3 separate regions of the Zea mays genome follow, and all the other regions are linked to region 3. The links are chromatin contacts, called in public Hi-C maps. All regions are on one chromosome and are shown on one strand. Each heading gives the region's core, a stretch centred on a gene start, on an enhancer-like site or on the middle of the called end of the contact. The rest is flanking DNA. Distances are from core to core; before and after follow the strand shown.

Region 1 (3,785 bases), core at 453-2,952, 150 kb after region 3:
GACAGTTAACTTTGCCGAGCGCCAGACATTGAAACTCGGTAAAATAGCTTATTTGCCTAGTGCCAACTTGCTGAGTACTTGTTAGTGTTGTGAACAATTTTGTGGTACTTGTGACTTTGTGAGCTATGTCGTGTGTTTGATGTATATGTGATGATTATGTGATATATCTTTTGTTTTTTTTTTGGATAGAATGGCAAAAACAAATAAAAAATGTTATTCTGATAACTTTGTCGAGTGTTGTGGTAAAGAAGATACACATGAGAACCGGTAAAGCTTTTTTCTCGAGTGATGTGGTCATGACACTTGGCAATGAAGCAACCTTGTCGAATGTCTCCTAATGCACTCGACAAAGGAACTGGCAAAGGGGCTCACTTGTGCTACCGTTGCCGAGAGCTAGTTCAGTTGGCACTGGGAAAAGACGGAGCCTTTGTCGAGTGCCTCCTAATACACTCGGCAAAGGAACTGATAAAGGGGCTACGGAGAGTTTCTTTGCCGAGTGCCGGTACAGTAGACACTCGGCAAAGTCAGTGTCATTGTCACCTGGCACCGTGACAGTGACTTTTCTTTGCTGAGAGTCAGGTGACACTCGGCCAAAACTGTCTTTACCGAGTGTCCGACAAAAAATACTCGATAAAGAAGCCGCTGTCGATGTATAATTCATCAAGTTTTTTTAGCGAGTGTCACATTTGACAAAGATTTCGCCAAGTGTTTTGCTTTTTGCTATGTGCTTCGGGCATACGGTAAAACAGTGTGTCTGGTATTGTGGTGTAGGGTAGGCCGGCATGCATATGCCACAGCTTTAGCTGTCGCTGCAGGTCCATATGCATGAATGAAAAATCAAGCAAGCGAGCACAGTCAACCTCCTCATGGCGGCGGCGGTGATGCGCTGTGGCCGGAGGCTAGTCGACCCGGACCGCGTCGTGTGGCTCACGTGCCATACACCGCACGTCGTCGTTGCTTGTGCTGCTCTTAGACCGCTGCTACCTGCGGCGGAAACCCAGTCTTCTTTGCGTCTTCTCTCCGCTTGCATCGCCTCTCCGTCGACGCAAACAGGTCGTCGTGCACGCATCGTAGGCGTGTATCCTGCCATTGTTCAAAAGCAAACGAAACATGAAGCCATGGGTCGTGGTTTTCGGTTGATCTGATCGCTGATCCGGGACCGAACCAACTCGAGAACGCTCGCGCGTGGTGTGAAGCAGTTGAAGACATCTCCATTAGAAATAACGCTGCTATATATATGAATTGGAACAGCTTGCACGCTACCACTACGTCGAAACGCGAGGTCTCCCGATCCTGTGCCTCGTGCGTGGCCTCCACTCAATCCCAAAGCTGGAGCGCTAGCTGGATCAGTCGGCAACCGAGCATGGGAATCTTAGCCGTTTTCCCCTCCGATCGAGCCGAAACGATCGCCAAACAGCTGCTGCTAGCGCAAAAAAACAAAACAAAAACTACAGTATGGGACCCGGCAGCACGTTGCAAACATGCGAGCATGAAGTGCCGGCCATTCCGGTGGGTTGGTCAACCTGGCTGCATGCCGATTGCCGAACACGAACACGCGCGGGGGCGACCGGACACACCGCGGACGGACGCGTGTGCGTTGCGTACACGCCCGCACGAGCGCGCGGGCATAGGCGCAGGCGGGGGATGTCGAACCCGAACCCGCCGAGCTGACCCCCTATCGGCCGCGACGCGGACTAGGCACCGGTTTCCGCTTCGTGCCGTGAGCCGTCGCTGCCTGTGCGGTTGTTGTGCCTGGTGGCTGTGACCGTGGCCGTGGCCGACTAGCCGACGACCCAGGACCGGGACTGGGAGGCACAGCTCGTCGTGTTCTGCTGCCTAAGCCGGTAGGCCCCGCCCTGGGCTGCGTCAGTGCGACTGCGAACGCCACTATTGGCCTTGGTTCGGCTCGGCCGCGGCCCGCGGGGCCGGCGTGCCAGGGGGCGGTTAGCGGCGGTTGGGCGCACTGCAGCCGCGGGCTCGTTTTTTATGGCACCGCCGCCCGCCTAGGGGACGGGGGAGAGAGACCAACCGCCGCTTGGGCTCTTCCGCCTCCAGTCCTCCACCACGGCACCACGTCGTCTTACCTCGCTTCGGCGCCGCCTCCTTCTCCATCTCCACCCAAAAGGTAGTGCGCCTCCCTCCCTCCCACCCGCTCTCCCTTTCCATGCTTCCCCACCACCACCTGGGTCGCCGAAACGCTGCAGCCGCGAAGAGATAGGGAGAAGAAGAAAAAAAACTCGCTTGCTGTTCCCGTGTCTGCTCCGTTGAGGCCTGCGTTGTTAATTCGTGCGGCGCTTCTCGTCCGGCGGCGGAGAGAGCGTGCTCTTGCTCTGTTGGTGTGCCGCTTACTTGCTCCAGGAATTGGCCTTCGCTGCATATGTAAGTTTGTTCAAACAACAACCGCTGATGGTTTTCTCCGCTACCTCCGCGCTCTCGGTTTCAGTTTCTTCTCACCGTAGCGTTTCATTAACCTCGGTAGTCTGCAAGAGACGCTGTAAGTTTAGCTTGGTTTTCTTTTTTTTGCGCCGCGCCCTTTCGCAGGACCTCAATTTCAGATTGGAATATAAAAAGGCCACCAATACTAATTTTTTATGTGGCTTTATTTCTCCTGTTATTAATCTTATGGGATAACACTAATCGGATGTTACTACGATAAACTGATACCAAAGAGTTCTGATTTTAGTATTGTACATGAGTATCAAATTAGAAGAGTTGTTTCCCTCACGTTCTCCAATTGTTCTTCTGTCCTACAAGTTTAAGGATTACTACTCGCTTCTCGCCCCTTTCCAACAATGCCTGTTTCTTGGCTCGTTAGGTTTCTCATTTCCTGAATTCTAAGCCAAGAAACCCCTAAAGGACAGGCTACCGCAGCGGGATTTTGGAAGGTTCACAATCCCTTCGTCTTCGTATGCAGACGTGAAGGAATTGGGAAAGTTGGTGTTGTCTGTGTGTCCGTGTTCATGGCCACGGAGCTAGAGCCTAGAGCTTTGCAAGAAGGTTCAGGCGGGTACACCACTAATCTTTGCTGGAAAGCTAAGAAATATGGATGCAGTCCTTTTTCCTTTTCCTAGAACCTCCACTTATCCAGTAAAATACATTCCTCCTGTAAACATGATTGTTTTTTTTTGGTTCTTTCTTCACTGGGTTATGTTATCAACTAATTTTTGCTTGCTGTGTGAAAGGACATTGTTTGATGCTGAACAGCATTATTATTGGGTGTCTTGCTCTTTTCATCTGTTTGGTTGGTGTTCCAATCATCTTGACATCTGGCCAGGTTTGGATTTTTAGGTGTTACAGGTCCACAGTTATACTAGTAATTACATGCCTATATTGCTCCTTTATGTGTTTCTGAAGCTTTAACCAATCCATCTTTGTCCTTTCCTCCTTTGAAACCATCGGCCGTATTTTTAAGTAAGCCATTACTTTCATGGAGCTTAACCATCAATTATCTAACAATTATTTCTTTATATTAGGCCACCATCAGGAACACGCATGAATCCTCATGCGCGACGCAGCATTATCAGTAATGTGGTGGATAATGCATCTAAAATTAACTTCTATTACTTTTTCTTTCTTTCACAGAAAAAGAATAAGCTGGCTCCAAGATAATGGCATCTCTTACTCCAGGAATACTATTAAAGGTTCTAAAACATATTAACTCTGATGTCAAAGTATGTGGAGAATACCGGTCCATTCTTCTCCAAGTTATTAGCATAGTCCCTGCAATAACTGGTTCAGAACTTTGGCCGGACCATGGGTTCTTTATCAAAGTTTCAGATTCTTCA
Region 2 (3,681 bases), core at 78-2,577, 180 kb before region 3:
AACGGGTCTCCGAAACAGCTTTAGCTTCACCGAGAAAGCTGTGCTCGTGAAGCCCTCCCTACCCCCCCCCCCACCCAAAAAAAAAGCACTAGTGAAGCTTTGCTGTGCCAAACGGGACCTAAATAGTGCAATATGTGAAAACAGCAAGGTGGTAACCAGCGCCCAATGTGAATTAATCGGCACCCTAAATGGAAATACACAGTAACAGGTCAATTGAGATTTAGAAGGACACTATTTTTTGTCATATTCCTATAGGAAGAATAAACAACTGTGGCACAACATCCGTTCTTTCCTCAATTAGCCCATGACTGAATATTACGAAACCACATCAAACTCTTGTCCAAAATCTCAAACTATCAGTTTGAAACTGAAAAGCCTTGAACTCCTTTGTTAAAGGTTCACCTGTATGATGATTCATAATGAATGAAGCTCCAAATAGTTGAGATTTTGACAATCAGTTACCAGAGATTCAACTTAATTCAATCAATCGAACAAACATCAACGATAGGCAAAACTCCACTATAAATCACAACTATGTTTTCCTAGTCCTATATTTAGTTCCATCAATACCACTAGTAAAATTTCACTGATCTATCGCAAAATTGATACCGAGAACCCACAATCAAACTGGAGGAGGAGGGGGCAACTTTCCATAGCCTACGGCATCTAAAACAAGCTCTCCATACCATAATATCACTACTGACTGAACAATGATGTGCACCAAAGCAAAATAACACTACCTGTAAGGCCAGTGGCAAGCAATCCGACGTACTTGGTGATCGGGAACAGGTGTGTCACGCTCGTCTGATCCAGCAACTTATCCTGCACGCACAACACGTTAAGGTCAGGCCACACAAAACAGCCATCCAACAAGTAACACATAGAAAGCTACAATCTTTTTCAGTGCAGCATCCCCGCATCGGGGTCAGTCGCGCCGCCCCGATCGATGGAGGCGAGCGTCTCCAAGCAACTCACCGGGACTTTCTTCTGCGTAACAACGCAGACGGAGTCCGCGCCGCGGACGCCGATCGACGTGACACCCGCCGACTTCACCGCCTTGAACGCGTACTCTGCGCACACGGAACGGCACAGGTCAGATGGAGTACAAATCCCCCCTCCAGATCTAAGGAGCGGCGAGGAGGAAAGAAAGGGCTAGGGTTTTGGGGGGTACTCACCGACTTGGTACAGGCGTCCCTCCGGGGAGAAGATGGTGATGTGGCGGTCATAGCCCGCGCCTGTGCCACGGCTCATCTCGCCGGCCGCCGGAAGATCACCTCGGAGCTGGGCGCGGTGTGTGTTCGTGTGCTGTGCGTGTTTGGGGAACCTCGGCTCGGGCACACGACTGACTATACACGCCGCCGCGACTCCTCTTCTTATTCCGCAAGAAGAGTCGTTCAGGTCCGACCCAGTGTTGACACCGTGGCTCCTATCCCAGGAGCCCAGTTGGGTAGGAATTGGGCCGCAACGGATGGAGCACCAGCGAGCCCAGTGATTTTTAAAAAGGTCAATTTACCCACCTCAACTCCTCAACTATTGAAACCCTTAAAAATGAAAAGTAACTTTTATACCTGTTAAAACCAATTCTTTTTGTACGTCGAGTAATTTGTGAAAAAGTGAAACAAATTTTTTACCTCCCTAAAATTTTAAAACCAGTGTTTTTATACGTCGAATATTTTTTTATGATGGTTTTATTGCTATACGCCATATTAAAGGAGTAACTCGGACTAAGTTCAAAATTCAGTTTTTCAAAATTATCCAAAAAAACATAAAAATATTTTCCCAAAAAATATCAAAATATTTTTACATAAAAATAATGTAATTATAAATCCTAAATTTGGATTGAACATAGAAAATCCATATAATTTTTTATCCGAGAAAATTATGAGGCTAGTTTTAAAATCGTACTTTATATTATGGTGCCTAGATTAAAATTATTATAATCTTACAGACTCATTTTGGTGTTTATTTGCTAGTAGAAGCTTTCATTGTCTATTATAATTAGTCAACGTTGATCATTTTAAATGTGTTTGGTTTCGAAACGACGTGTGTCGGGTCGGAGCCGACCTATTTTTCTGGGTTGGGTTGGACTCGTTCCTTGTTTGATTTTAGTAACATGTTGAACCTAGTTTATTGTTTGATTACAGGGTTAAAGTGGGTAAAGTGGGTTAGAGCTGCACAATCTCTTGTTTGTTTCGTAATGAAGGATGAACTGAATATAGTCACCTTCATGGTCATATTACCACACCCAGTATGATATTTTCAATTCAATAAGATGACATCATTCAAAATAAATGAAACTGACACTATTTTAATATTTGAGGAATCCATAAGCATAAAATATAAATAAATTAAATCTATTATTGACTAGTCGTAAATTTTTAGTGACCAGGTCTCACTGTTACATTTTAGTCTTAATTAAAGGAACATCCCAACAACATCGAGATGCATTTCAGTGAATTTGTAACATTTGTGATAGTCGCCTAGAGGGGGGTGAATAGGGCGAAACTGAAATTTACAAATATAAACACAACTACAAGTCGGGTTAGCGTTAGAAATAAAAACGAGTCCGCGAGAGAGGGTGCAAAACAAATCGCAAGCAAATAAAGAGTGTGACACGCGGATTTGTTTTACCGAGGTTCGGTTCTCGCAAACCTACTCCCCGTTGAGGAGACCACAAAGGCCGGGTCTCTTTCAACCCTTCCCTCTCTCAAACGGTCCCTCGGACCGAGTGAGCTTCTCTTCTCAAATCACTTGGGAATCAAACTTCCCGCAAGGACCACCACACAATTGGTGTCTCTTGCCTCAATTACAAGTGAGTGTTTGATCACAAGAAAGAATGCGAAAGAAAAGAAGCGATCCAAGCGCAAGAGCTCAAATGAACACCACAAATCACTCTCTCTAGTCACTAAGGCTTTGTGTGGAGTTGGGAGAGGATTTGATCTCTTTTGGTGTGCTTTGCAATGAATGCTAGCTCTTGTATAGTGGTTGTAAGCTGGAAAACTTGGATGCAATGAATGGTGGGGTGGTTGGGGTATTTATAGCCCCAACCACCAAACATGACCGTTGGTGGAGGCTATCTGTCGTATGGTGCACCGGACAGTCCGGTGCGCACCGGACATGTCCGGTGCGCCAGCCACGTCACCAAAGCCGTTGCAATTCGACCGTTGGAGTTCTGACTTCTGGGCCCGCCTTGATGTCCGGTGGCGCACCGGACATGTACTGTAGAGTGTCCGGTGCGCCAGTATGGGCGTGCCTGATGCCTGCGCGCTCTGGCGCGCATTAATTGCTGTTGCAGGCGACCGTTGGCGCGGAGTAGCCGTTGCCCCGCAGTTGCACCGGACAGTCCGGTGTACACCGGACATGTCCGGTGAATTATAGCGGAGCAGCCGCTGAGATTTCCCGAGGCTGCCAAGTTACAGAGCCGCGTCCTCTTGGAGCACCGGACACTATCCGGTGTACACCGGACACTGTCCGGTGTACACCGGACAGTCCGGTGAATTATAACGCGTCGGCTCCAGGAAAATCCCGAGGCTGAAGAGTTCTGGGTGAAGTCCCCCGGTGCACCGGACAGTCCGGTGCGCCAGACCAGGGAGCCTTTCGGGATGCATTTAGCTCTCTATTTTGAACCCAACTATGGTCCTTTTAATTGGCTTGTTGTGAATGAAAGGGAATTAGGCTTAC
Region 3 (3,793 bases), core at 832-3,331:
TGTGCTCGATAGAATGTCGATGAGGTATCCCGTACAGGAAGCCAGTCCTAATTCCTATGCAGCAGGACAATCCGATGAAATTGCTTTTAAGAAAAGGTATGCGATGTAATATACTGACTGCCATATGTACAGTAAGTGTAAACATGTTCAACTCCTATCAACTAGCATTCTATTCCCAGACCTTTGGCAACATTAAAGGTGAACAACCCTATATAATTGATTTCCATTTTAATAACTATAATTTAGATAAAACTAATTAAGTTTATATATTTATATATATAATACATTTGTATATTATCTTAAATCACATGAGAGAGATAGTTATATACTACATTCATGTTATAACGAACCAAATAGAATAAACTATATACTTGCACAATTATATACTACATAGAATAAACTATATACTTGCACAATTATACAACTGAATAATTTTTTATTTCAACATGACCTTGACATGTGATGATTTTTCTAAGCGTTGCAACTTTTTTTTTGCTACGCCAGCTAAATAAAATTAATTTTTAAGTTGTCTTAAGTCAACTGAATAAAGAAAGAGCCCCAAGATTTATAATACTAAATTAGTATCATTAGATAATTATAATATATTAATTTGGTATCATATTTTTTTCATAAAAAACAATTAAATCTAATAATAGTTTAATTAATTCTAAAAATTTATTTATTGAGCAACGGAGAAAATGTCTATAACGGTATAACCTTGATACAATATCAAAAGGAGAAAAATATTCTTCTAAATTTTGATTTTGTACTCTCTTCCCGGTCTGTCACTCTCTTCACTTCTCTAAGCATAATGGTTTTAGGAGGAGTATGTATGTGGTAAATTATCAATAAGATAAAAAATTGTTATTGATCTATTGTCAAATTCATGACTTGATCTTGCGAATGGTGCCCCATACAAGTTTATTTACTTGGCTTTAATCCGTACCGGCTTCAACTACTTCTATAATATTTTTGTCTCTATAGATTCCAGTTGCAGCACTCCAAACATTCAAACTTTAATCCGAAGCGAATAGCCCAAAGCTAGCAATGATACGAGTGATTTCAAAATGTATTAAATTATGTAGTATAAATTTTACGTTCTCTTACAACATACAAACATATTTTACTATTTTAAATCAAAGCTTCAACATGTTATTAACAACTTTGTTGATGAACCCCAAATCCCAACTAGTTTGGCTCCTAAGTACTCCCTCCGTCCTAAAATAGTTCTCGTTTTAGCTATTGGTTTTTATGTCTATAATCAAATGGACGATTGTGAATCTAGACACATATATAAAACACATAGATCAAGAAATGTACGAATCCACTAATCATTATCTTTACTATATTAAAGCACCAGTTTCTCTGGTTTCACGGTGTCCACTGTCATCATGCTCTCCCATGTTTAAAAATTGTAAAAATTCTAAAATTATACACAAAAGAGGATTTGAACCATGGTTATTTAAACCTTATATTCACACCCACCTAACCAACATGACATACAAGTCTTTGTGTTTTATATTTTATAGTTCGCTCCCACCGAACAGTCCGTATGAACAAGGTGGATACTTTGAGTGTGTTTGGTTTGGCTTTTGACTTTAGCTTTTGCCTCCTAAAAGCTAAAAGCCAACCAAAGGGCTGGATCCAGGAAGCAATTTTTTTGCTAAAAGCCGACTTTCTCACAGTGCAAAACTGAAAGCACCCCTGGACCTGTTTTAAGTGGCTTTCGGATGAAACTGTGAAAACATATATCGAAGAATTTTTAACGACTATTAGTGGTTTACACTAAACGTTTTTTAGCTTTTTAATAGCTCACAGCCTACAACAGCTTCTTCCACATTTCACAATCTATAACATTTTTTTTCACAACCACAACGCAACCGAACAGACTTCGTAGACTCGTAGTTCCCTAAAACTGACTACTAGAATCAATTCGATCGAAACAGGGCCTTATCGTGGGCTTCACAGTCCTGACGGCAAATATCAAGATGAGCCCATCAAATACAGTAGAGATTATGGGCTCTAATTTATACCTGACCACAGCGTCTTCCTCTGTGGTCAAGCACGGCCCTTTTACATTTCTCTTTCCTCCTCCTCCCGCCCGGCGGCCCCGCGCCGCCGCTTTGTTCTCCTCTTCTCGCCGCCGTTCAGCGGCGCGACTAGCCTCGTGCTCTTTGCCCCTCTAGGTTGTTCGTGTTACAATAGCTTTGTTACTGCTCCTGTTTCGGCCCTCCTGTTTTAGAAGTTCCTGGCCGCCTCACACGCCATGCACGCAGCATGTTCGCGCAATTGCTTGAGCGACCTGCTTCACTGCCAGAGGCATTGGCGATGCCGATGCCCGTACCAGCTCTCTCCGGCACGAGGCATGACGCGTGGCCGCAGTGTGAAGGACCGGAGCAAGAAGAAGCGCGTCCACGCGCTCGAGGTAGCCACCGAGCGCTGGAAGGTTCTCTCCAAAGTGCTCGCCGTCGTCGACGCGCTCAAGAAGGAGGATGAGCACGTCACCCCGCTCAAGCGCCTCGAGATCCTGCGGCCGCAGCTCGGCCTCGTCAAGCCGCACAAGGTGGCCCACTTCGTGCGTCGCTCGCCGCACCTGTTCGAGGTCTGCCGCGACAGCCGCGGCGTCATGTGGGCAGGCCTCTCGCCGCAGGCAGAGGCGCTCGTCGAGGAGGAAGCGCGCCTGCTAGAGGATCACTCCCCTGTGGCCGTGCAGTACGTCACCAGGATGCTCATGATGTCCGTGGACCGGCGGCTGCCGGTCGACAAGATCGCCCACTTCCGGCGCGACATGGGACTTCCTCATGACTTTCGAACACGGTGGGTGCACATGTTTCCGGAGCATTTCAGGCTGGTCAGATTGGAGGATGGTGAGTATTTGGAGCTCATCTCTTGGGACCCAACCTGGGCAGTCACTGAGCTTGAGAAGAAGGCGTCTGTGTCGACTGGCGATGCCATTGCCAGTTCGCCAGGAGAGCTGTCGCTTCCGTTTCCAATGAAATTCCCACCAAATTTCACTACTTACTACAGATTTCGAGGAAAAGCTCATCATTATGTGAAAATGGGCAATACCGATCAGTTTCAGAAGGTCACCTACCTGTCCCCTTATGCAGAGGCAAAGGGATTGACTCCTGGATCGCCAGAGTTTGATAAGAGGGCTGTTGCAGTGATGCATGAGATACTGAGCTTCATGCTGGAAAAGAGGCTGGTGACTGATCACCTTACACATTTCCGTCGTGAGTTTGTAATGCCACAGAAGCTTATGAGGTTACTATTGAAGCATTATGGCATCTTTTATGTTTCTGAGAGGGGAAAGAGGTTGAGTGTGTTCTTAACTGAGGCATATGATGGGAACGAACTGATAGAGAAGTGTCCGTTGGTGCGGTGGAGGGAAAAACTCCTTCAACTTACTGGTTACAGAGGGAGATTGAAGAATCTTGGTAAAGTCGACGTGTGTTCTGATTCAGATGAGTACTTATTAGGCCATGATGATGATGATGATGTATTGGATGTTGAAAGTGAAAATCCAGATGACATCTTAGATGACTGTTCTATTTCAGATGATTCTGAGATGGATTTAGGGGATGCAGATGCAGATGAATTTTGCAGAGACTGAGTTGGTGGCATGTGTGTAGCAGAAAAGAACAAAAAAAAAAGTTGTGTTAAGTTTGTTATGAAAACAAAGTTCAGCAATAACTGTTTGTGACTTTAAGCTCAGGATATAATTGTGTACTATACTCTAGCTGCTGTCATCTATGGAGTTCCAAGTAACACTTGAGGCGGACTGTATTCTTCT

What was found. A called contact is a pair of places that touch in the nucleus more often than the background predicts.
Region 1: a contact with region 3 is called in a Hi-C map of ear, with 4 times the contacts expected there. The contact joins the promoter of LOC103631794 here to the promoter of LOC100275356 in region 3.
Region 2: a contact with region 3 is called in a Hi-C map of bundle sheath, with 2.4 times the contacts expected there. The contact joins the promoter of LOC542021 here to the promoter of LOC100275356 in region 3. A contact is called at or near these places in 7 of 25 Hi-C or Micro-C datasets (bundle sheath, ear, endosperm and 3 more).

The regions. Positions count from the first base shown.
Region 1 is chr1:17,207,756-17,211,540 of Zm-B73-REFERENCE-NAM-5.0, forward strand. It overlaps LOC103631794, which reads left to right and starts at 1,703. Exons shown (of 6, transcript XM_008653336.4): 1 at 1,703-2,379; 2 at 2,816-3,007; 3 at 3,583-3,785. The coding sequence starts at 3,609.
Region 2 is chr1:16,873,897-16,877,577 of Zm-B73-REFERENCE-NAM-5.0, forward strand. LOC542021 (maize 20S proteasome alpha subunit) reads right to left here and starts at 1,328. Exons shown (of 8, transcript NM_001111668.2): 1 at 1,176-1,328; 2 at 976-1,070; 3 at 741-822. The coding sequence starts at 1,251.
Region 3 is chr1:17,056,086-17,059,878 of Zm-B73-REFERENCE-NAM-5.0, forward strand. It overlaps LOC100275356, which reads left to right and starts at 2,082. Exons shown (of 1, transcript NM_001149451.1): 1 at 2,082-3,793. The coding sequence starts at 2,267. The coding sequence ends at 3,613.